Linked DNA regions of Oryctolagus cuniculus: region 1 is linked to region 2. Evidence: chromatin contacts called from public Micro-C data. All regions are on one chromosome and are shown on one strand. Each heading gives the region's core, a stretch centred on a gene start, on an enhancer-like site or on the middle of the called end of the contact. The rest is flanking DNA. Distances are from core to core; before and after follow the strand shown. Region 1 overlaps LOC138848818 (a long non-coding RNA gene). Region 2 holds the start of MSH2 (mutS homolog 2).

Region 1 (3,194 bases), core at 281-2,780, 50 kb after region 2:
CCAGCCAATAAATACATCTTAAAAACAAAAACAAAAACCTGGGCGGCAGCCTGGGTGACGTGGTACAGGAATACGGCACTTACTACCGCACACCTGTGCTCTGCGCAGTGCCCGACACCTAAGAGATTCCAGATGACTATTTGCTGCGGGAGTGAATGAAGTGTCTGGGAGGAAGGAAGCCAGAGATCTCCGGAAAGGAAGAATTCCCAGTGGAATCACAGTGGAATGGACCGTATAGGAAAACTGCAGCTTTCCCTTCTCCCTCTTTGCTGAGCTAGGCCCTGGGAAACATTTCAGAAAATAGCATTACTGGGAATAGAGGAAGCATCAGCAACTGAAAGGCCTTTAAACCCCAGAACTGCTGAGATCCCAAAGAAAACACGGTCTTAGGCTCAGCCCTCCCTCCTGGCAGGCTCGGGCTGCACCACAGGTACCTGCTGTTTTATGTTTACAAGAATTGAGTGATTGCAGTGTCTTCAGCTTAAAAAGTTGTCCTGAACCCAGGGAGGGGGTAGTGAGTGTTGGTGTTTAATACTTTTTATTTATTTATTTAATTTATGTGAAAGGCAAGGAGAGAGAGAGAAAGAGAGAAGTCTTCCATCTGGTGATTCACTCCCCAAATGTCTTCAACAGCCAGGAGCTGAGTCAGACTGAAACCAGGAGCCAGGAACTCCATCCAGGTCTCCCATGTAGGTGGCAGGAACCCAGAGACTTAGGCTGTCACCTGTTGCCTCCCAGGTTCACTAGCAGGAATCAGGGGAAAAGCCCAGGACACCTGCATCCCACATCAGGGTGCTGGTTCAAGCCTTGGCTCCTCTGCTTCTGATCCAGCTTTGTCCTCTCCACTGAGTGGCCAGCTTTGCTTTGTTAATGGGGACAAACACACCCAGGGAAAGCCCAGAGTTCCTGGGAGGTCTGTTCTCCCCACCTGACTCTGATGGACACCTAACAGCGCCTTCTCCCGTGGGCGGTGCACTCCAGGGTCAGGCCTTGTGTGGGGAGAAGTCTCCTCCCCCTGGTGAAGCTGTCCGTCCTGCCCCAGGCGGGATGAATCACTCTCTTGATAGTGAATGGCACAACCTGCTACTCACACCTTGACTAATCGCTGGCCTCTCCATTACACCTTGCACAGAGCTGACTCCCGCTCCCAAGAGCTCCTCAAAGGCCAAGGGCAGCTGACTCATCTGGCTTCCTCAGCGGGCCCAGCACAGAGTTTCACACAATGCCCAGGCCTCTCTCCCTGAATCAATTAACTTTAAAATGTGACCCTGTTGGGATTAAAGTCACTGTGCTCTGAGAAAAACCGGTCCAACCAGTTCCCCCCTTCCTGCTTTCTCCTGTAGCCTGGGATCCTCAAGCTTCTTTATTTTGTCAACTTTATGCCCTGCTGTCAACTCTCACTTTGCCCTGGGCTGGGGAAGACCAGGAAAAAGGAAGCTGTAGGGATTGCATTCACCCCCTAGGGTGGTTGTGACAAAGCCCCACCAGCACAGAGGCTTAAACAGCACAAACTAAGGGGAGTGCAGTGGTGCACTGGGTTAAGCCGCCCCTCGGGAAGTCCTTATCTGAGTGCCACGTTCAAGTCGTGGCTACTCTGCTTCCCATCAGCTTCCTGCCAACGTATCCTGGGAGGCAGCAGATGATGGTTCAGGTGCTTGGGCCCCTGCCACCCATGTCGGGGAGTCCTGAATAGATATCAGGGATCCTGGCTTCAGCCTGGCCCAGCCCATTATTGCAGGCATTTTGGGCACCAACAAGCAGATGGAGGGTCTTTCCTTTTCTCTGCCACTCTGCCTTGAAGTAGATGAAAGTAAACACACATTTTAAAGGAAAAAAAACATACTGGAAGCTAGAAGTCCAAAATCGAGGTACTGAGCTCCCCCCGGAAGCCCTGGGGAAGAAGGCTTCCCTGCCTCCGCCTAGCTCTTGAGGGCTTGAGGGTAATGCATAGTGTTCCTTGGCTCATGGACGCACATTGTCACATGATAATTTCCCTGCACATCTTCTCTGAATTTCCCTGTTTGTAAGGACACGAGTTATTAGGTTAAGGCCTTCCTAACCTAGGATGACCTGATTTTAACTTTACCGATTCCATCGGCAAAGAACTTATTTCCAAATAAGGTTGCACCGACGTGTAAGAGGGCAAGACTTGAACATGTCTTTTCAGTGGATGCAAGTCTCCCCCTGCAGACCTGAAAGCGCTAACAATCCTCAGCCTTTGGAAAGCTGTCTGGGAGGGAGCACGGGTGGCTATGGCAAGTCTGCCACGTGGCATCTCTGCAGAAAGTTGTGCAGGCTGCACTGCTCGATTCAAATCCCGGCTCCACAACATGTGCAACCTTCGATAAGCTGCGCAACCAAGAATCCCTCCCAATGCTATCCACTGTCAGTCGTGCGCACAGCTCTGTGAGAGCTCTTCTCTAGATTCCACGAGGAATCTCATACTATTCACGACTGCTCCGCCATTCACGTGCGCTTCACTATTCCATTCCGCACAGGCTCAAGGAGACCCTGACGCACTTTCTCTGTGGGGGCTCCATCCTCACCAGACCTCTTCTGCGAAATTCCAGCTCCTCCCCATGCTCTACCCTTGACCTCAGCAAGACCACTGGGCTGCCCCTGTGCCATGGGTAGAATGTGCATCCAGGTGGAAACCAGGGCAACCATAGGTCTCACTTGGTTTCCCTTCTCTTAGGGCCCACGGATTAGTAGTGCCTATTGTTCAATGTCTAATAATAGTCGTATTATATTTTTGTCTAATTATCTGGTTATCGATATTTAAATCTGTTCTCTACTGCTCTGTCATGGCCAGAAGTAAAAATTCTGGGTAAATGGTTTAACCTCTCTAAGTCTCACAGTTTCTTCTTTTATATTACAGAGCCAACAATTTCTATAGTCTGGGTATACTATGAGGAATAAATATGAATAACGCATACTTATATGAGTAACTGTTGGAGCTGGCATTGTGGCACAGCAGGTTAACCTGCCACCTACAACGCCAGCATCCCCTATGAGCACCAGTTCAAGTCCCGGTTATTCCACTTCTGATCTGATTTCTGCTATTGCACCTGGGAAAACAGCAGAAGATGGCCCAAATCCTTGGGCCCCTGCCACCCACGTGGGAGACCCAGATGGAGCTCCTGGCTCCTGGATTCATCCTGACCCAACCCTGGTCTTTGTAGTCATTTGGGGAG
Region 2 (3,415 bases), core at 463-2,962:
CTTGCCACACCCACATCTCATATCAGAGTCCTGACCAGCTTCCTGCCAATGCGTCCTGGGAGACAGCAGATGATGGCCCAAGTATTTGGGCCCCTGCCACCCACATGGGAGGCCTGGAAGGAGTTCTTGGCTCCCGGCTTCAGCGTGGCCCAGCCCTGGTTGTTGCAGCCTTGGGGAGTGAATCAGCAGATGGACAATCCCGCCACGCCCCCATCCAGAATCAGTCCGTAGCTCTGCCTTTCAAGTAGATGAAAGTAAGCTAAAATTTTAAATATTTTGGAAAGCAACTAAGATCATCATCAACTGTGAAGCTAGTCTCAAATGATCCTACACCTCCACTCCTGCCCCCTTCTAAACCCTCTGCCACCCTGCAGCCCAAATGTTGTTTACTGAGAAGTCTTCAGCCCGCTCACTGTCTGCAGCGCAAAAATCCAACATCTCAGCACAAAATAAAAAGCTTTTTGCCACCTAACTCCACCTATCTGGGTTTGCATCCTCACTCATCATTTTGCACACCAGCAATACCAATCCACCTCGTTCAGGGCTCTCTCCACGGGCCCCCAACTCCTACTCCTCCGGGGCTCAAATGAAATCTGGCGATCCTGCCTCTAGGCCTCTTGGTCAACTGCGTATGGCGCTCACCTCCACAGAATCTTCACCTTTAACTCTTTCTGCCTTGCCGTCCACTAAGGTGAGCTCTTTAAAGAAAGTGGAGGCGACGCCTTTTTTTCGTGTGCCCATGACCCTGCGTGACACTAAGCTGCGAACCAGAAACACCTCTGTCGGTAGCGTTCCACCTACACGTCGGGCCTGGAACCCCTCTTCCCCCCAACTCCTCACTTCCCCGAGAAGGCTCTTCGCGGTGTCACAGATCAACACTAACTCTCAGGAACACCCAGCCCACCCAGGATCCTCGGATCATTCAGCAGCATTCCAGGAAGAGAGCCGCCCGGGGGCAAACAGCACCTGCTGCTGCTTCCCAGCCCGGCCCCAGGGCACACGGCTAGTAACCAGACCCGAGTTCAGCGCCCGCGGGCCACACCTCCCTCCACGCCAGTCTGCGTCAACCGAGCGTTTTGGGGGCACACTGATGTGGGTGACATAAAAGCACGACCCTGCCTCCTGGTGCTGCAGAACCAACTAGAACTGAGTATGAACACCTGGAGCTCGGCGAACACTCTGCGAGTGCTGCCGGAGTTCGGAGCGCCAGGGACCGCGGGGCCGAGGGGACTGTCCCTGCCCCGCCAGGCTGGCCAGAGAGGAAGCGGAATCCTCCGCCAGGCACCCGCGTCCCCGCCCCCGGGCCCAGCCTCCGCCCGGGAGACGCAGCTCGCAGCCCATTCCCTGAGGGGGCGCTGGAGCTGCCCCCGGACCCCTTCCGAGCCTCACCTGCCGGCCCCATGTACTTGACCACCCCCTGGGTCTTGAACACCTCCCGGGCGGCCAGCAGCGCGTCCTCCCCGTGCGCCGTGTAGAAGTCGCCCCTGTCGAAAAGGCGCACGGTAGTGGTGGGCTTCTCCGGCATGCCCTGGAAGAAGCGCACGAAGCCGACTTCGGCCGCGCTCTCCAGCTGCAGCGTGTCCTTCGGCTGCACCGCCATTTCGGAAGCTCTCCGCCTCCCAGCTTAGGGAACCGCGCGAGCCTGCACCCACCAAGCTGTTTCCCGCCTCCCCTCCCTCGCCCACAGCGCGGCCTGCGACCTCTGCGGATACACCCAATCAGCATCCAGCGCTGCGTCTCGGTGGGCGGGCGTCCGCCGCGGCCACCAATCGCTAGCGGACGCGGTCCAGCTTCCCGCGCACGCTGGGGACTCTGCCCACTGCGCATGCTTGCGGCTAGGTCGCGAGCAGACCCGCAGACGCTAAGCCGTGGCAGGCTGTCGCTCCCCGCGGTTTCGCTGTTGCGAGCTTGGAACGCAGGTGGTTGATGGCTAGGCTAGGCGGCGACCAGGTGGGACTTTCCCGGCAGGTAGCGAGTTTATTAAGTGGCCGGAATGAAATCAGGAAGAACCTTGGAAACAAACAAAAGCTCGCCTTTGTCCTCATCCCAGTCTGTTCTTAAGCTGTGCCCTGAGTAGACTGCCAGCATCGGAATTATGTGTTTAGTCTGCCGGTCTACCTACTGTTCCCCAGTAACCGAATTCTTTCATTGACTGTTTAGTTCATTCACTCAAAGACCTGTTTCTGGGGGCCGGCGTTGTGGCGCGGCAGGTAAAGCAGCCGTCTGCTGGGAGCCCACTGGAGTCGGCTGCTCCACTTCCCATCCAGCCCCCTGCTAATGGCCTGGGAAAGCAGCGGAGCATGGCGCTAGTGCTCAGGAGACCTGGAAGAAGCTTCTGGCTCTGCTTTGGCCTGGCCCAGCCCTAGACGTTGGTGCAATTTGGGGAATGAGCCCACCCCCCACCGTCTCCCTCTTTGTAAATCTGCTTCTCAAATAAGTCTTAAAAAAAAAAAAAAAAAAAAAAAAAAAACCTTGCAGTGGCCTGCTATGTGCCCTACAGTCCTTGGCTCTGAGGATCGTCAACAAAGCGTCACTGGGTGGTCCCGTTTCCATTCTAATGCATGGGTTCAGATAAGGAATGTAGCAGGTAGCCAGAATGGTGCTTTAGAAGATAAGTGTTTACCAAACAGGCAGAAGGGGAGTTGAACTTTTTTAAAACCTTGAGGGAAAGAGCTGAGGGAGGTCGGGATCCATCCTGTGGTAATTCCTTTAAGAAGGGTATTACACACTCCTGTTTGGCTCACACGCCCTTGTGAAAATGGCCCCACAACTTAATTCGGCAGCAGAGTTGCCTTAGAGACTTTTCATACACATTCCTGGCCCCCGCTCCCGTAAAATGGTTTGTAATTTCTGGGGGTGGGGCCCTCCAACATCTTTTAATCTTTTTTTAAAAAAAGATTTATTTATTTATCAGAGAGGCAGAGGCAGAGAGGGTGAGAAAAGTCTTCCGTACGCTGGTTCACTCCCCAGATGGCTGCAGTGGCAGGAGCCAGGAGCTTCTTCCAGGTCTCCCATGTGGGTGCAGGGGCCCAAGGACTTGAGCCATCCTCCCTGCTTTTCCAGGCCATAGCAGGGAAGTGGATCAACAGTGGAGCGGCCGGGACTCAACCGACGCCCATGTGGCCCATGTGGGATGCCAGCACTGCAGGCGGCAGCCCCTTAATCTTTTTTTAAGACGTTTATTTGAAAGGCAGAGTGACAGAGGAGATACTCCATCCACTGGACCACTTCTCAAGTGGCCACAGTAGGCCATGATGGGCCAGGCTGAGGCTGGGAGTTCCACCTGGGTCTCGCACAGAGACCCAGGGATCTGTTCTGTCTTGCACTGCTTTCCCAGTGTTAGCAGGAAGCTGGATCAGAAGCAGAGCAGCCAGAACTCCAGCCTGCAGTCAGATACAGATCAGAGGCAGCAGCT

The links. Hi-C and Micro-C count contacts between places; a contact is called where the count stands out from the background.
Region 1: a Micro-C map of ear pinna shows a contact between it and region 2, with 5 times the contacts expected there. The contact joins the enhancer-like site here to the promoter of MSH2 in region 2. A contact is called at or near these places in 4 of 6 Hi-C or Micro-C datasets (ear pinna, psoas muscle, skin fibroblasts and 1 more).

What each region holds. Positions count from the first base shown.
Region 1 is chr2:155,504,846-155,508,039 of mOryCun1.1, forward strand. All of the region lies in intron 1 of LOC138848818 (a long non-coding RNA gene), which reads left to right. Among named protein-coding and RNA genes, the nearest start is that of EPCAM, 24 kb to the left of the region's middle. Within about 2 kb of position 1,531, at least 1 of the 8 cell types and tissues checked has an H3K27ac peak or open chromatin away from gene starts, as enhancers often do. A contact at or near this core is called in ear pinna, where this site is marked.
Region 2 is chr2:155,454,547-155,457,961 of mOryCun1.1, forward strand. MSH2 (mutS homolog 2) reads right to left here and starts at 1,713. Exons shown (of 16, transcript XM_051839023.2): 1 at 1,390-1,713. The coding sequence starts at 1,600.